Regions from separate parts of the Mus musculus genome. Here region 2 is linked to region 1. The links are chromatin contacts, called in public HiChIP or PLAC-seq maps. All regions are on one chromosome and are shown on one strand. Each heading gives the region's core, a stretch centred on a gene start, on an enhancer-like site or on the middle of the called end of the contact. The rest is flanking DNA. Distances are from core to core; before and after follow the strand shown. Region 1 has its middle 95 kb from the start of 1700092E19Rik. Region 2 has its middle 11 kb from the start of Prl.

Region 1 (3,844 bases), core at 770-3,269:
TAAAACTTATCCATGACAAAGAACTAAGGGCCATTTCCTGTAAAGCTTGCCCAAGGGCTTAGCTTGTCACAGGGTTAGGTAAAACCTGGCGATAGGAAGACTTTTCTTTGGTACTGTGTGTGGGATATGGAGCACGTGAGAATGTCTGCATGATTTTAACCTGAGCCCGATATAATTCATTACAACTTTATAGCTGCTGTATCCTTCCTGCCACATACAAAACCTACCACATGAAAAATGATTTGACAATATCTATCATTGTCGTCATATAGGTCTTCAAGGATAAAATACAATGACCCTGGGAGAACAGACAAAGTTCTCATGTTCCTCTTTTATACCATTTTAGAGATCTTTATTCCAAAGTACATGTAGATTTTTGTCTCTCAATCTTCTTGCCTATCATGTGATATGTGATATGGTGAACACAGTTTTCAATATAGTCTGAAGAATATTATACTTGTGCCTACATTTTACTGATTGTGAATTTCTTGGGGTTCTCTCTTTATTTTATAGAGAATGACATGTGAGACACTTAAGTACTGAGTTTTATTTGTCTTGCATCAAATCTGAACTCTTCCAAGTAAAATTCCATAGCTTTGAGCTTTTGGGCTGCTAATTTGGGGCACTTAGCAATTAACAAACATTGTAAGCTAATTCCATCAATGTCTTACAGAAATCTTCTTAACACTATCCTGCTTTTCCTTCAGTAATTTTGATGTCCTCAGTTCCCAAGTTTTCCCTATCCTCTTTGCTCCTGGTCAGCTAATATTCTTCATGTTGATATTCAGTATAACTATTCTAGCCTTCAAAGTTGCATCCTGCTTTCATGTCCCCAATAGCCTTTCCATCCTGTGATACCTACTTCTTTCTCAACACATTCCTGGGCCGGCTCAGGGGAGGCAGAAGAGTCCTTCTCTGTTATAGTCCTACCAGATGACTACAATATGTGCTTTCTAGAAACATTAGGAAGACTAGCTTGTGTAGGCTGATAATGGTACCTGCTTTTTTCAAAAAAGCCTTCTATTTAAATATTCATCTCCTCTGGAGAAAGATTTACTTTCCAGAGAGTATTTTCCCTCCATTGTATTTGTAGAGCCACTTCTTTGCTTTGAACTGGCCTGCATGCCCCAAAATCATTTTCATTTTAGCTTCCCCATTTGTTCTTCATAAATAAATATGTTTTAGTTTAAACCAAGTGGACAGAAATAGTATAACTGGGATGATATCCTCTATAATTCTATTTCTCAGTAGTCAGGCAAGCTTGAATGACTCACTTTACAGTACACTCAGTGGAAATCATGTGAGCTTTATAAGCTGTTTAAATGGCTATTACTTCTTAGCATTGCTGAGGCAATCCATGCCTTATCTATCTCTAGCTGGTGTTTAAGTTGTGGAGATTTAGTAGAGGGAGATATTGGATTCCATTACAAAACTTTAAAGTCATCTAATGTCAGCAGGTCTGGAAGCAATAAACAGCTTTAAAAATAGAATTACTGATATCATAAATTTCTTCTTTTCCTCCTATAATTTACAAAATATTTATTTTAATACATACTTTGTGAGAATAAACTTTGAAAGTAAGACTTTGTCCTTTCTTTAATCTGTAGAAGGACTAATCAGATGTAAAAATAATTTTAAGAGCAATTTTCTGGCTCTAGGATGGAAGCAGAATGATTTCTGGGATGTTTCAACTCATGAACTTTTTATTCATAATTTTATGAACCCTAATAGGGGAATTTTTCTTGACTCAGATATGGTTAAGGAAAAAAAGAAAAATGAGATTTGATTCAATTAACAAATATTACAAACAGGAGAATATTATTTAATATATTTGTGATACATATACAAACACCCCATATTTAATATATTTATGTTTCTTTGTGGCTTATGTAATTCCATTGCATATGCTTTAAGATTGTTGCTTTTTTTCTTTTTGTCTGGAATTAAGACATGGTCTTGGCCATTAACAAAACTAGAGAATAGGAGAGACGAGTAAGACATGTGGTATTTACAATGTCAGCTTGTGGTTTGTGGTTTATGACCATGCTGATGACTCCTTCGTGCTGCTGATGCCATCCATGCCTTTTACTACCAAAGGAGGAGGAAGAACAGTCTTTTCTGTAAAGACCTGCAAACTACAGCTGTATATTCTTCAAATTTTCCATACTCATCTTTCCTTGCCCCATCTCTCCTCCATCTCATTGTCCGTCCCCATTCCTATCTTCTTCCCAAATGACTTTCCTCCCTCCTTCTCTCTCCTTTCTTTATTTTCCATTCCCTCTTCCTTTACAATTCATCATGAGTCCTATTATCCAGTTCCATTTGTTGTAAAAAAAAGGGGGGGAATAGAATCACAAAGTTAAACAAGAAAGCAATGAAATCACAGGCTTGCTTTTCAGAAAAACCTCTCTGTTCAGTTTTAGTGAAAATATGTCCATTGCAATTTGAATGTGGTTGTTTCTATTGTAACCCTTGATATTGACTCTTCAATATTTTTATGTAGTAAATGCTAATTACTAATTATATTTTGGGAAATTGTCTTATCCGTATTACAGAAAATGAAGCTGATTAGGGTGAATGCTAATAAAATCTTGCAAGGGGACTAGCTTATGAAACTTTCTGGGTAAATGTGAATGGAAGTGGGTGGTGTGATGGAAGGCCATAGGAAAGCAAATGAGAGAAATAAATGGAAGAATATTAAAATTTAAAAATAATAGAGGAGGGCCAGATGCAAGAGACAAACAACAAAACATGGACTCTAGAAGAGATGTGATATTTCATAATGTGTTCCTCAAGCAGGTGAGGTGAAGTCGCGTAATAGACAAATTATAATGCCATGGCAGGCTGTTGAAAAAAAATTATTTTAATTTCTTTAAAGAAAGAACAGAAAATAGAGTCATTTACTAATAGGCAGTTTTCACAAAGGCCTGAGGAGAAAGTCATTATGAGGTTTGAGAGGAAGTCAAGAGAACGTGAAAAGGGCAAATGCCTTTGAGGTTACTATACTGTTTGGGGCAGTTTAGAAAAAAGAAATCAAGGGAATTTTCATGAACGTCATTGTATTTCCCCACCCAATTCTTACCCTGATTCTCTTTGCACAAATGTGACTGTATTGAGAATGGAGGTGAGATAAATGACATCACACATTGGGAACTCAATTCAGAAAGTATGGTGTCTTTTAAGAAGAGTAAACGGCATCAGATTGATCCAGGAGTGAGTTTATGGTAGGAAGTAGGGGAAAGACTTGTGAAAAAAAAAATATATATGGTTCATTTGTTCTACAGCAAGAATGAACTGCAGGATTTAAAAGAATGTTAGGGTTCAAACTGTAAGACTAGGAACACTGGGGCCAAGAAACAAAGAAGTTTGCATCTAGCTAGGTACATGATGCAGACAGAACGTAGACATTGAATGAACTTTCCTATGATGATGCAAAGAAACATTTGTTTACCCCAGACATGATAGCTGATGGCAGACCAAAGAAATGAGATTATTAGCATTGCTTAAAAAGCAAACCCAGGCTGGGCATGGTGGCACATGCCTTTAATCCCAGCACTTGGGAGGCAGAGGCAGGTGGATTTCTGAGTTCAAGGCCAGCCTGGTCTACAAAGTGAATTCCAGGACATCCAGAGCAATAGAGAGAAACCCTGTCTCGAAAAACCCAAAAACCAAGGGGAAAAAAAAAAGCAAACCCACTCCTAGACTTCCATCCTTCAGAACTTTAATAAGATAATTATTTTATAGTCCACTCTGACTGGGGAATCTAGTTTTGGCAGCCCAAGTTAAGTGAGTTGGGTGCTTTAGTTAATATAAGGACGAAAAATATGGTCAATACTCACTGTAT
Region 2 (3,844 bases), core at 444-2,943, 830 kb after region 1:
TCAAAAATTAGAGGTTGAGTTAACAAAGGTTTGCAAAGATCTTCAAAGATGGGCTAATGTCACAGTGTCATCAGGTGGCATCATGGTCAAATGACACTATTATCAGGTGTGTCCCATAGAATGTCTTCAAACATTGGAGGGCCTGCTCTTGCGGTGGATAGTAGGGTCTAGCCTTTTTTCTTTCTTGCTTCCAGATACTCATTGAGGGATGTTCTCTGTCAAGAAATCCAACTGAGCCATTCTGCTAGTTCTGCCATAGGCCCAAACAATAGGAGGGGTAGAGAAGGAACACTTTGGAACTATGAGCTGCTCACAACCTTTCCTGATGCTCAGTGGATTCTATTCATAGCTATCTTAATGATAAAAGCTGGTAAGAGAAAAAATATACAGAAGAAAATGTGATGACACTTTTTGAAAATGCCTGAAAATTATAAAAGGTAAAGAACACCCAACAAATCTCTCTGGTGATAACTGGGAATGAAAATCTGTTTATATTGAATCATATGAGTAATTGCATTATTAGAAAACTCCATTTATGAAGAGAGAAGTTTTCAAGATAGTGGTCTTGTATGCTTCAAAATATATTTTTATCATACCAGTTAATTGCTTTAAAATATGTTATCTATATCATCTTCAGTATGTATTTATTATACAAAACAATGAAATTCATTTTGGCACACTTGTATATCATGTACTTTGATCATCCCCTATCCTTTCTCCTTCTTAAATAATCAAGTAGGCTTTACTTTGTATTCAATGTCTCATTAATGAAGAGTCTTTCTAGAAGCAAAATGTGAAAACAAATTCACAAACTCATTGCTGCTTCCATATAAATAATCTACAAACTTCATTATTGCAACGGATACTTTATAAGTGTTGCTAGAGCTTACCAGAAACTCAAGCTTGCATGCATTCTCTTCTTCTCTGCCTGAAATCAATGCCCTTTTCAGAAAGAAATGCCCATTTCTCGTCTACCTCATTGACTTCTAAGACATGAGTACAAAATGGCAGCAGGAGGAACATTCAAATGCCAAGTCACCCTTAATGCTGTTAATAATACTGCCTCTCTCACATAGTAGACAGGTAACCTTTTATCTTCTTTTTAATCTGCAGAAGAATCCGTGACTTTCATTTTACTAATCATATAGAAGTGACAAGTAGAAGAGGTAAATGAAGATTTTATGACATATGTGAGACTCATATTAGTAAAGGAACTCCCAGAGACCAAAATGTGAGATAAATCCAACACCAATTTAAATAAAAAATTAAGAGCTTTCATCTCTTATCCAAACACCATATTAAAAATTGTCCAACAAATGAATTGCTTTTATAGCATGATTTAGAATTTCACTCAGATTCCCTTTGACAGGGGCGATATTTTCTTGCAGACTCTACTCTCTCCTTTCATGTTACAAACCCAATTACTTTGACATTCTTTTCTTGAGGTAATAATGTGGTTTTCAGTATAATTTCAAGGCCACATCTTCATCTCCTCATAGAATTTCCCATCAGACACATACAATGCTGGGGAGACTAAAGATAGAAGGCAAGAAGTTCAGTGAATTGTGGCTCCTGTGCCAGTATTGTCAGTAAGAGAGTAAATTTGCCTTATTTCCCATCTGTAAAATGTGGCAACTGATCATGTTTACTTTACTGTTTTTCTGACTCATTTAACATCACACTCTAAACCAAGTAGTTTAGCTCAGAAGTTGCTCTTGGGAATGATTAATCTTTGTGGTGAACACAGACTCTGAAACTGTATTGTTTACAGGAAGTGAAAAAGTAAGAAAATCAACTATGAACATCTTGGTCAAGCTAATGAAGAAGATATGAATAGAATTTCATGGAGGTTTGAGGACAAAATCATGCTCATGTGTCACCAGAGTGAGTGTGATGCATATAGCAGGAGAAAGAAGAGAAAACCAAGTCAGCTGAGATGTTAGCTGGGTGATAATATTAGAAGCTGTGAACTTAAGAGCGAAAATGAACTATCTTCAGTAATTCATAATATTTTGCTTAAATATCATTGATATATATATGCACACACACACACACACACACACACACACACACATATATATATATATATATATATATATATATATATATATATATATATATATATAATCAGATGATAGAAACTCAGATCCCTTGTGAGAGGAAGACACAGATTTGAGGATATGTTCACAGATATGATGGTTGTGACACTGAATAGCTGACCAAGAGCAAGAGTATAGGCCTGAGCAAAAAGTTAACAAGCATGATGATCCAGGATATTGATTCTACTCTTTTTCACCTTCCCTCCCTCCCTCCCTCCCTCCCTCCCTCCCTCCCTCCCTCCCTCCCTCCCTCCCTCCCTCCTTCCCTTTCTCCGTGTGTGTGTGTGTGTGTGTGTGTGTGTGTGTGTGTGTGTGTGTGTGTTTACGGGTGCAAGCAAGCAACAGTGCATGTCTAAAGGTCAGAAGGAAACATATAGGTCTTTATTCTTTCCTTTATCATGTAGGTCCTGGGGACTGTTTTAGGTCATGAGGCTTTGTGACAAATGCCTTCTCCAGAACTGTTTATATGACAGCAATTGATTGAATTTATGGCTGACCACTAAGTGAAATAATACACACTTGATTATGATGTCTCTCTTTATATAATAGAAAACTCTTACACGTTTTTAATGCTATTTATTATAGTTGTTTGAAATACATATCTAATTGTTACCTCCAACTCTTGCTTCGTGGATAAATTCTTCTGGTATTTTAAAAATCTATGCTATTTGCTTTATATTTCATTAAGGAACACAAAAGCAGTACAGACTGTCTTAAATTCACTGCTTTTTCCTTGTAATATCACAAAATACTGTGACTTAACTCTTTTACGTCTTAATAAATATATGATTAGCAATTTTAAATGTAGTTTTTCATTTGTCTATTTTTATACATTAATATTTCCTTTTCCCTTTAGTTTGTATTTATAATGGATGGTTTTGTGTGTCAACTTGAGACAAGCTGGAGTTATCACAGAGAAAAGAATCTCCCTTGAAGAAATGCCTCCATGAGATCCAGCTGTAAGACACTGTCTCAATTAGTGATCAAGGGTGGAAGGATCCAATGTGGGTGGTGGCATCCCTGGGCTAGTAGTCCTGGGTTCTATAAGAAAGCAAGCTGAGCAAGCAAGGAGAAGCCATCTAGTAAGCAAAATACCTTTTTCCTCTGTATCAGCTCCTTTCTCCAAGTTCCTACCCTGTGTGAGTTCCAGTTCTGACTTCTTTGGTGATGAACAGCAGTGAGGAAGTGTAAGCTGAATAAATCCTCCCCTACCCCCAACTTGCTTCTTGGATATGATGTTTTATGCAGGGATAGAAACCCTAACTAAGACAATATCTTATCAAAATTTTATTTTAATGTTTTCATACATTTTGTTTATATTACTCCCCTCTCCCAATTCTTCCTATATTCTCCCCACCTTCTTACCTGACCAGCTTCATTTTATTTCTCTTTTTCAAAAAAAAAAAAAAGATAGAACAACAGAACCAAGACTAAAAGCAAAACAATATTTTAAAAATATCAATAAGACAAAAATATACCAAAACAAAACAAAACCTCAAAAAAGACAGACACGGGACATTTGTGCTGGTCTTGTCTGTGTTTTCATGGTCTGTATGAGTTGCAATGCATATCAGTCCCATTGTGTCTGAACGATGCCATTTTCCTGGAGACATCCATCTACTCTGGCTTTTAAACTTCTATCTTTTCTTCTACATAGATCTCTGAGCCTTAAGAGGAGGTGTTTGATAAAAAAAAAAATCCCACTTAGGGACAAGTATTTCAATGTCTCACAATATCCGTGAGAC

What was found. HiChIP or PLAC-seq counts read pairs in DNA pulled down with a chosen protein or histone mark.
Region 2: a contact with region 1 is called in a FOXA1 HiChIP or PLAC-seq map of pancreatic cancer cells. The contact joins two enhancer-like sites. A contact is called at or near these places in 1 of 39 promoter capture datasets (hippocampal neurons), 1 of 115 datasets of contacts at active chromatin or transcription factors (pancreatic cancer cells) and 2 of 9 other capture datasets (adipose tissue and liver).

The regions. Positions count from the first base shown.
Region 1 is chr13:26,215,467-26,219,310 of GRCm38.p6, forward strand. No RefSeq gene overlaps it. Among named protein-coding and RNA genes, the nearest start is that of 1700092E19Rik, 95 kb to the right of the region's middle. Within about 2 kb of position 2,020, at least 26 of the 459 cell types and tissues checked have an H3K27ac peak or open chromatin away from gene starts, as enhancers often do. A contact at or near this core is called in pancreatic cancer cells, where this site is marked.
Region 2 is chr13:27,044,663-27,048,506 of GRCm38.p6, forward strand. No RefSeq gene overlaps it. Among named protein-coding and RNA genes, the nearest start is that of Prl, 11 kb to the right of the region's middle. Within about 2 kb of position 1,694, at least 13 of the 459 cell types and tissues checked have an H3K27ac peak or open chromatin away from gene starts, as enhancers often do. A contact at or near this core is called in pancreatic cancer cells, where this site is marked.